Regions from separate parts of the Hordeum vulgare genome. Here region 1 is linked to region 2. The links are chromatin contacts, called in public Hi-C maps. All regions are on one chromosome and are shown on one strand. The core of a region is the stretch at or near the end of the contact, and the rest is flanking DNA. Distances in the headings are between cores, read along the strand shown. Region 1 holds the start of LOC123398000 (FRIGIDA-like protein 3). Region 2 holds the start of LOC123452209 (protein RDM16).

Region 1 (4,422 bases), core at 1,765-4,264, 160 kb before region 2:
TAACATGAGTTGATATCATTATGTTTAAATCTGTTATTTAATTAATGCACCTATATACTTGGTAAATAACGGAAGGCCTAGCCTTTGCCTGGTGTTTTGTTCCGTTATTGCCGCCATAGTTACCGGCTACCGGTGTTTGATTCCATAACCGATCGCTCCTAACACGTTCGGGGTTGTTATGGGGACCCCCTTGATAAATCGCGTAGTGTTAAGACTTGTCCGGCAGGACCCAACATTGGTGTTAATTTGATAATCACTTAATAATAATCTGCATAGGGAATGATCACCCCGAGGATCTTTAATCAACAACCCGGGCCAGTGCTCCTCATGAGTGTTGGTCCAACCTGGTCTGCCTGCGGGGTCACCACAAGGAAACTTGAGGTTTGGTTCTCGTAGCTAGTTCCATCCGTCGTGTCCTGAGACTGAGATACGTGGCTCTTATCGGGGTCGTCGACACGATGGGAGGTCCTGCTAGTCTTGTCTTACGTAGCGATATATCTTGCGTATAGGAATCCTGGTGAAGCTTTGGTTCTCCCCAGAGTTGAGGTTTTCCTCTAAGGAATCCGACGATATCACGAGATTCGTGATAGAGGATTACTTTGCGGCCCGTGACCCTTTGTAATGGACTAGTTGGAGCACCCCTGGAGGGTTTAATCTTTTGGAAAGTCGTGCCCGCGGTTATGTGGCAACTTGGAATATTTGTTAACATCCGGTTATAGATAACTTGAACCTAATCTAATAAAATTGCCAACTGTGTGCGTAACCGTGACTGTCCCCTTCGAAGACCTCTCTTTGATCGGGAACACGGTGGGGTTATGATTGACGTAAGTAGGTGTTCAGGATCACTTAGTGATCAGCTAATCATCGATCGCTAGTATAGACCACCTCCAATACATGTTCTACGTAAGTTAGCCACCATAATGCTTAGGATGCGGCAACCTAAACACTGAACCTTCCTTACCTAATAACTTGACTACTTCTGGCACCGAGGTCATAGATTGCTGAGTCCCTGTGGCTCACAGATTACTTCAACGCACCAACAGGTACATGTACCCCCCAGACAGGTGATCCCGACGGCTCGCAGCTGGCGTGGCAGTACGATGAGCAGAACGACCGCCTCTACGTGAACTATCCAGAAGACTGAGGCGTGGTCGTGATCGTGGGCAAGCATGCAGGGTAGCATAGCCATTTCTCATGTTTTGTAGTCCGTAGCGGAACTACCTTGTGTGGATGCGTGATGTAACTCTCAGATTATTTATGAGATGGAAGTTGAATCCTTATTTGTCATTCTATTATTATGTTTGCGCTATGTTATCGTGCTTGCAAAACGCTTAGATGTGCTTCTTTCCTCTTTGGGTCCTCGTTCCCCTAAACCGGAAAGGACCGCATCTTAGTCGTTACACAGACCAAGTGGTTATAGTTGCAATGGGCGGATAAAAATAGGCCCTGGTCGGAGTTCACGTTCTATGTGCCAAAGGAGTACATGTAGCTATTTCAGACGATGACTCGAGCAGTCATTGGTGATGAGGAGACACACTATTCTAGGAGGATCGATGGCTCAACGGCTACCAGATGCACGAGCTTGTGCCATGGCTATATGAGCAGATTCCGGCTAGAACGAGGAGGTCAAGAACGGTTTATGAGGCCATTGCCGAGGGACGATGGGCCACATATATTGGGCCAACCATGGGCGCGGAAGTCCTAGAGGAGTACATCGGCATCTGGCCTATGGCCGCGATGGTCCAGCTGGACGATCGGTCCAGTGATCGTATCACCTGGTCCTGGGAGAAGGATGCAATTTTTTGCCAAGTCGGCCTATGTGACCAAGTTTGCAGGTCGGGAGGTATCACCCATCACAGCATTCACATGGCGCTTGCGGACCCCGCTCCGATGCAGATTCTTCGCATGGCTAGCGATCATGAACTGATGCTGGACTTCATATAGATTGTCACGAAGGGGGTTGCCGCTCCAAGACGTGTGCCCTTTCTGCGATAAGAACAACGATACGATTGACCATCTACTCATTGAGTTCGTTCTAGTGCGGGAAGTATGGGCCAAGGGCTTCACGTCCCTAGGCATTTCGCACGGTACGCCACGAGCGGGAGAGACACTGCCTCACTGTTGTGCTAGGCAGGGTATGCGGGGGCATTGAGCAATAACGATAGGTACCTTATGCCTCCTTGCCATATGGGAACTATGGAAACACATGAATGCCATAGTCTTAGACGGAGCGACGGCCTGTCTGTTGCGGGTTCTACTCCGGATTGCGAGTGAAAGTAAGATATAGATGCACGCGGGACTAATACGTGGTGAGTTGGATGCGTTCTTTGTGGCGGCGCTGGAATGGACATAAGGCGAGTAATCCAAATAGTTCATACGAGGTGGACAATGACGTAAAAAAGAACGAGACCAACCCGGGCTAGACTAGCCGGATGACATTTTTTATTGAAGAAAACTCCGTGAGCACCGAGCGCTCGAGCCAAGACTCGAACACTGATGGGCTGGCTGCGAACTTCCGCACCTTGCCAACCAAGCTACACTCCGTTCTCCTTTTAAACGAGACCAACCCGGACTAGACCAGCTTGTTGGCATTTTTTTATAGAAGAAAACTCTATGAGCACCGAGCGCTCGAGCCGAGACTCGAACAGTGATGGGCTGGCCGCGAATTCCCGCACCTTGACCAACCCGGACTAGACTAGCCTGTTGGTAATTTTTTGTAGAAGAAAACTTCATGAGCACCAAACGCTCGAGTCGAGACTCGAACATTGGTGATTTGGGTGCGAACTCTCACGTCTTGCCAACTCAGCTACGTTTCGTTCTCATGAACGACGACGTAACACCATCTAACACCATCTAATCTTTTGTTGTAACTGAACTGTGAAAATTTATTTCTCTTTTCTTCTATAATAAACTTCTCCCGTTTCCATAATTGCCCCCCCCCCCCCCCCCCCCCCCCCAAAAACAACATACTGCTGCACAGTCCACGGCTCCACGCTACTCCGGTCGCTTGCTCTAGTCACTAGCAGCTAGGCCCCATGACTTTCCCCGCGCACTGGTTGCTGCCCTCGCCTCCGCATCCCACCGCCTAGTTCTCCTCGTCTCCATCCCCATCCCCCAAAAAGCAACACTCCACGCGACCTCGCCTAGGGTTTGCTCTCCTTTCCTCCCCCGTCCAGCCCTTCCCCAATCCGCCTTCCACCCCCTCGATCTCCTCCCCCAGCCGCCGTAGGCGGAGGCGGGGGCGGGGGCGAGCAGCGACGGCAAGCTCGTCCAACGCCTGCCCGCCTCGGTTAAAGTAAGTGGCCAGTTTCTTCTCCCTAGTCTCAGATCTAGACGTCTGGGGTGCCATTTTCTACTCGATTGCATGGTGCGAGAGCGGCGGGGGTAGGTAGCCCTTGATTGTCTGGCCCAACGAGGCATCCATGCTCCGCCCGAAGGGAAGACGGCTACCGCTTCCTTGTACTCTTTTCTTGTATGTGGTACAGCACTAGAAGCCGAATTGGTGCCTAGCCTTGTTTCGCTGTCCTTGCTAACAAGGTCGCGTGTAAGATAATTGATTCAATTCGATGGAAACATGTGAAATTTAAGCTCCGTTGCTTCGATTGTGTGTGCCGTTTGGATGAAGTATATTAACTGATTGTGTTGTTGCCTCCCATGCAGAGTCTGTCACCATGTCTGACATGGAGTCCGTGGCTACCCTTATGGAGTCCACAAGCTTGAAGATACAGCAGCTTCAGCAAGCATTTGCTGAACTTGAGAGCCAGAGTGCTGTTACCATGAACTTCAAGTGGAAGCAACTCGAGGACCATTTCCGTGGCCTTGAGCAGTCGCTCAAGAAAAAGTTTGATGAGCTGAAAAAGCAGGAGAAGGAGTTCCAGGAGACAGTCGCAAAATCGGAGAAGATGCTGGAGCAGCAGGAGGCTGTTGTGGTGGCTAAGGAGCTGACTTCTCTGGAAAGGCTGCAAGAGAAAAGAGATGCTGCATTAGCTATGATCTTTGGCAAGTCCAAGCTGTCGCTAAACACTAATTATATCACCCCAATGAATAAGCCACAGGGTAATTATACTGTGGGTACTCTTGATGTGAAGTGGCCGAAGCATTCTCCCGAAGGAAATGCACGATTGCAAGATGGCAATGCTGCTGTGAAGCCTCGTTCTGAACTTGCCATTCTCTGCGAGGAGATGAATGTTAAAGGGCTTCATAAGTTCATATCAGACAACAGAAAGAACTTGACGTCTATTCGTGAGGAAATCCCGAGTGCACTCAAGGGAGCATCGCAACCATATGTCCTGGTGTTGGATTCCTTGGAGGACTTCTATTCTGGAGATAATCTGGTGTTGGATGGGAAAAAGGATGGAGACCTTCTGGGTGTAAGAAGGACGTGCCTTATGCTGATGGAGTCTCTTGTACAGCTGCAAGCTG
Region 2 (4,703 bases), core at 1,912-4,411:
CCCTCCTTCCACAACCACAACACTTATACCATCTGTGATAACCGCCGCACCAGTCAGCCGGTTCTCCTGGGCATTCACGTCCACTTTGAAGCGGGTCTGAGGGTGTGACAGGTCTCTGATTCTGTAAACACAAACAATACAGCCAAGTGTGTTGGGATCATCAAAAAGCTTCCTCTCCTTTTTCTCTCGGCGCTCTGATGGTGTGAGTTTGCGGGCAATGTTGCGGTCCACGTGAGCCTGCTCACGCTCTGCAGCAGCTGTTCGTATTTCCATCTCCATACGTGTAGGATCCTGTGTAGCTTCTGCACCAAGTACTTTCATAAGGTTGCTCATCTTGACCTTGGGCTTTGGTGGCTCCAAGAGGCCCTGCCTAATCATTTCTTGCCGATCTTTTTCCTTAGCGAGACGCCTCTGTGTTCTGAGCTTCTTCTGCTCCTTCTTAGTCAGCTTAAGTGGCTGAGGCGGTGGCGGTGCAGGCTCAGCCGGTGGTTCCAATGGTTCTGGATGTTCCACATAGATGGTGATCTTATCCATATTAAGGTTTTCCAAGGAGATGTCCTCATACGTAGGAGATATCAAAAATTTTGAGTCCCTGTAAAGAAATAAAAGAGGCATTAGTTGATGTATTACTGATAAAGGGGGTCTACAAACGATCAACAAAGTGAGGCAGCAGCAAACCATGGCTCAATGTCAGGAATCTCTTCCTTCTGCTTTCGCTTTGGAGGCCTTCCACCAGGAGCGATTTCAATTAGGTTCGGGTTCATGTCTACCTCGACCTTTGCCTTAGCAAGTTGAGCTTGCTTTACTTTGAGCTCTTTGGCTTGTGCTTCGCCAAATTGGTTCTGCACAATCAAACAATTATAAGTTTAGGTACCGAAGGTACAATAAACTAACACATGACTGTAATATATCCAAAAAGAGGTTGATCCTTACAGACCTTAATCCTCTGCAATTCAGCCTGCCTCGAAAGTTTGCCTTCCTCAATAAACTGGAATCCTGGCCTTTTAGGACGAAGGAGCTTAGTTGGGTTGATGCCCATCCTTTCATCAAAATGAACAGTAGCTTTTGCAAGCGACTCCAAGTCTGGTTTGATAATTTGGAATGCATCCTTCTTCTGCTTGTTAATGTTAACCTAGGATGAACCAAAAGTATTGGGTCAATGTACAGAACTACATATCGTCGTGAAATATATGCTAAGTTGCAGAAATTTACCTTTAGAGTACTCAGGTTGCTTGGTTTGGTCATGCTGATAACATTTCCATTCTCATCAATTTCCCTACCTTGAGCATCGAGTCGGAGAACAGGAGCCTTGGCAGGTCTTTGAGGAACAGTCAGTTCACCAGATGTACCAGGGAACATGTTGATAAGAGGTGCAAACTGTGGGTCCTGGCGAAATCCCATCTTAGCAGCAAGCTCTTGTGCTCGCTTCACAGCATCCAAATTGGGAATGTTGGTAAGCCCTGAAATGCCAGCAGAGACACTACTAGCGGGCAGTTCAGAAGATGCACCCACATGGACTGCAGATGCACTCGAGCCAGAAACAGACTGTGTTTCTTTCTTAGGAGTTTGTGTATCAGGAATAGGAGTGCCAAGTTTATTAAGCTGCATGGACAAACATGAGCTTAGAATGGTTACAAAAGTATAACAAGAACATTGAAGCAAAGGACTAATAATCGTTGAAATGCCTTACCGCAGGTAATCTCTTGAGCTTTTCTGATAATTCCTTCTTCAGTTGCAAAGCTTTTTTGGCTTTCGCTAAAGCATCAAGACTTAAGTTACTACTTCTGCCAGCGGATGAATTTGCAGTTCCATCTGTACTAGATTTTCCAGTAACTTCATCAGATCTAATACTAACTCCCCCATTTTCATTGGTGGTAGTAATCGAAGATACCTTTGAAGAAACAGGATTAGCAGATGGCACCGCAACAGCAGGTGCAGAATTGAGCGGCTGCTGAGCACCACCCTGCAAAATATAAGATGCAAAGTCAGCATAGGAATGGATCCAATTATGAACCTGAGATCAACGTCTTAAAGAGAAAACTAACTGTTGATCAAATTTCTTCCAAAGAAAACAGAAGTACTTGTTGGGTTTACCCTCATATATTCACTAAATAAGTACTCCCTCTAGTGATCTAAAAGATCTTATGTTAGTTTACAGAGGGAGTATCATATTCACCAATCACCAGCAATGTGCACTACGAACTACACAGATGCAACAGCATCCCTTTCTTACATTTTTATGAACTATACAAGTGAAAGTAGTAGGACAACTATCACAAACTACATAATTCTAGGTTCATCAAACTGGTACTCGAGCACATTAGGAATCACTTGCAAAAATTTCAGAAACATAAATCACATCACTACGCACAATATAAGAAAACAGCACAAAAAATTCTTACATTAGGGGCTGCGCCGCTCTGTGAATCTCCATTGGCACCTGACTCTACCTTCTTGTGCTCACGAGACGAACTGCCCTTTTCCCCCTTACCCCTCTCATCACCATACGCATCAACATCCTCAAACCTCCTGCGCTCTCGCCTTGGCCTTTCCTCCTTCCGCGGAGGAGGCTCCACTGAGGCCCTCGGCCGCTTCCCCCCTTCCCGGTCGGGCTCGTTGCTGTCGCGGCGGCCGCCGCCGCTGTCGTGGTCCTTCCGTTTCCGTGACGGCGGCGGCGGCGGCAGCGGCTCTCGGTCGGCGGAATCGCGGCGCTCAACGGAATCCCGAGGAGCGCGGCTCGACGACCGATCCCGCTTCGCGGTCGGTGGGGACTCGGAGGGGGAATGGGAACGGTGTCGGCGAGCACGGCGGCGGTCTTCCTCTACACCACCGTCGTCGTGGCGACGACGGCGGTGGTCGTCTTCGGCGTCGCGCTTGTGGTGGTGCTGATGGCCGTCGCTGTCGTGGCGGCGGCGTCGGTGGTGGTCCTCACCGCGCTCGTGGGTGGTGCGGCGGTCATCGCCGCGGTCGCGATCACGGTCGCGGCGAGAAGATCGGTCGCGATCCATGGGAGGGGATGGGGATGGGGTTAGGGGTGGAGTCGACTTCAGACGGACGGATGGGAGCAGCGCGCCGGAGATGGGGGCGCCGCGGTGCTAGGGTTAGGGCGTGGGGCGTCTGCTGGGCGCCGCTACTGGGCTGGGTGAGCGGGCCGGCCGGCCGATACGAATGCTTTGAGGCCTTGTAGGGGTTTAAGTTCTATCGATCGGAACTGGGAGGTGACGAGGAGGACTCCGGTCAGAATCAAAGTCGGTTGAGCAGTCAATTAGGATGAGAAATCTAATTCTCAGCATGGTATCTCATAAGAAGAAAACTCAGAATGCTCATCTGTTTTCTATGGAAATTTTAGTCCTAACAACAAACTTTGTCAATGCATCATCTCCAAAGGTCTCAGTGAGAAGGGAGGAATGATCTTGTCCCCCGTGGGATTTATGAAACTTAATGTGGATGCTTCTTTTGACCATAATCTGTTACGAGGCATGATGGGATAGTCCTTAGAGATGGTAAAGGAAGATTTATTGCAGGAGGAAACAACAAAATTGACTATTATGCGGATGTATTGATGGTTGAAGCACTAGCGCTCAAATTTGACCTAACACTGGCGCAAAAAGCGGGTTGCAATCGCCTCATTATTAACTCGGACAATATGGAGGTCATTGCGACAATGAAGGATGGAGGACGATTTGCGGGTGCGACGGCGGCAATATTCGATGATTGTTTTCATTATGCATGTGATTTTGTAGTTACTAGATTTGAACATTGTAATAGAGAAGCAAATAAAGTTGTTCATAAACTCGCTAGACTAGCAAGATTTTCTTAGACTTCTGAATGGTCTTAAGAACCATTAGTTGAAATTATAATGTTACTCATAAACGATGTTTTGGTTATCTCTAAGTTCATGTTTTCCTAAAAAAATGAGAAATAGATTCCCATTCAAAAAGAATGTTAAATCTAAATTCCCTTTAAAAAGAAAATGAGAAATCTAAACTCAAACTCTCTTTTTGGAAAAAATAATAATGCCCACCCGTGTGGACTTTTGTAATTTGCCGCACGCCTTCATTATCATTTATTTTGCCACGTCAAAACCGATGACATCAGCGAAAATCTTTTTTAATTTTTGGCTTAAAAAAGTTTTATCTTCTACTCAAAAAATCCAATTAAAAATTCATTTTCATCATTAAATCCGGCTCAACGAGATCTTTAAAATTAGATCTCATGTTGATATGTTTCATTGAAAAAAATTAGGCAACAGTTACCATGATGTTACACTGTAGTTGACATAGTGTTTACACTAAAATTGTCATGACAATGTTCATCTTTTTTTTCTAAATTTAAAGCTATCGGTATATTTTTCCAACTACTTTTTTATGACAATTTTATTAATTGACCATGGCAATTTTTAGTAATTAACCACAACAAATTTAATGCATGGATCATGGCAATTATTTATTAATCCATCAAAATTTACTTTTAAAGATAGAAGAAAAAAATACCTTAAACATATCATGGCAACTTCGCTGTAAACACCATGACGATTCATATGCAATAGACATGGCAAGTTTTAACCCAAAAAAAGTCACCGAAACATATTGATATGAGATCTAGTTTCGTAGACCTCGTCGCGATTGATTTAATGGTGAAAACGGATCTTCAATCGGATTTTTCATTTAAGAGATAAAACATTTTAAAAACTGGAAATCAAA

The links. Hi-C and Micro-C count contacts between places; a contact is called where the count stands out from the background.
Region 1: a contact with region 2 is called in a Hi-C map of seedling, with 2.8 times the contacts expected there. The contact joins the promoter of LOC123398000 here to the promoter of LOC123452209 in region 2. A contact is called at or near these places in 1 of 6 Hi-C or Micro-C datasets (seedling) and 1 of 1 datasets of contacts at active chromatin or transcription factors (embryo).

What each region holds. Positions count from the first base shown.
Region 1 is chr5H:358,961,899-358,966,320 of MorexV3_pseudomolecules_assembly, reverse strand. It overlaps LOC123398000 (FRIGIDA-like protein 3), which reads left to right and starts at 3,014. Exons shown (of 4, transcript XM_045092509.1): 1 at 3,014-3,295; 2 at 3,661-4,422. The coding sequence starts at 3,672.
Region 2 is chr5H:358,806,021-358,810,723 of MorexV3_pseudomolecules_assembly, reverse strand. LOC123452209 (protein RDM16) reads right to left here and starts at 3,161. Exons shown (of 6, transcript XM_045128820.1): 1 at 2,403-3,161; 2 at 1,691-1,963; 3 at 1,213-1,602; 4 at 938-1,132; 5 at 679-842; 6 at 1-592. The coding sequence starts at 3,008.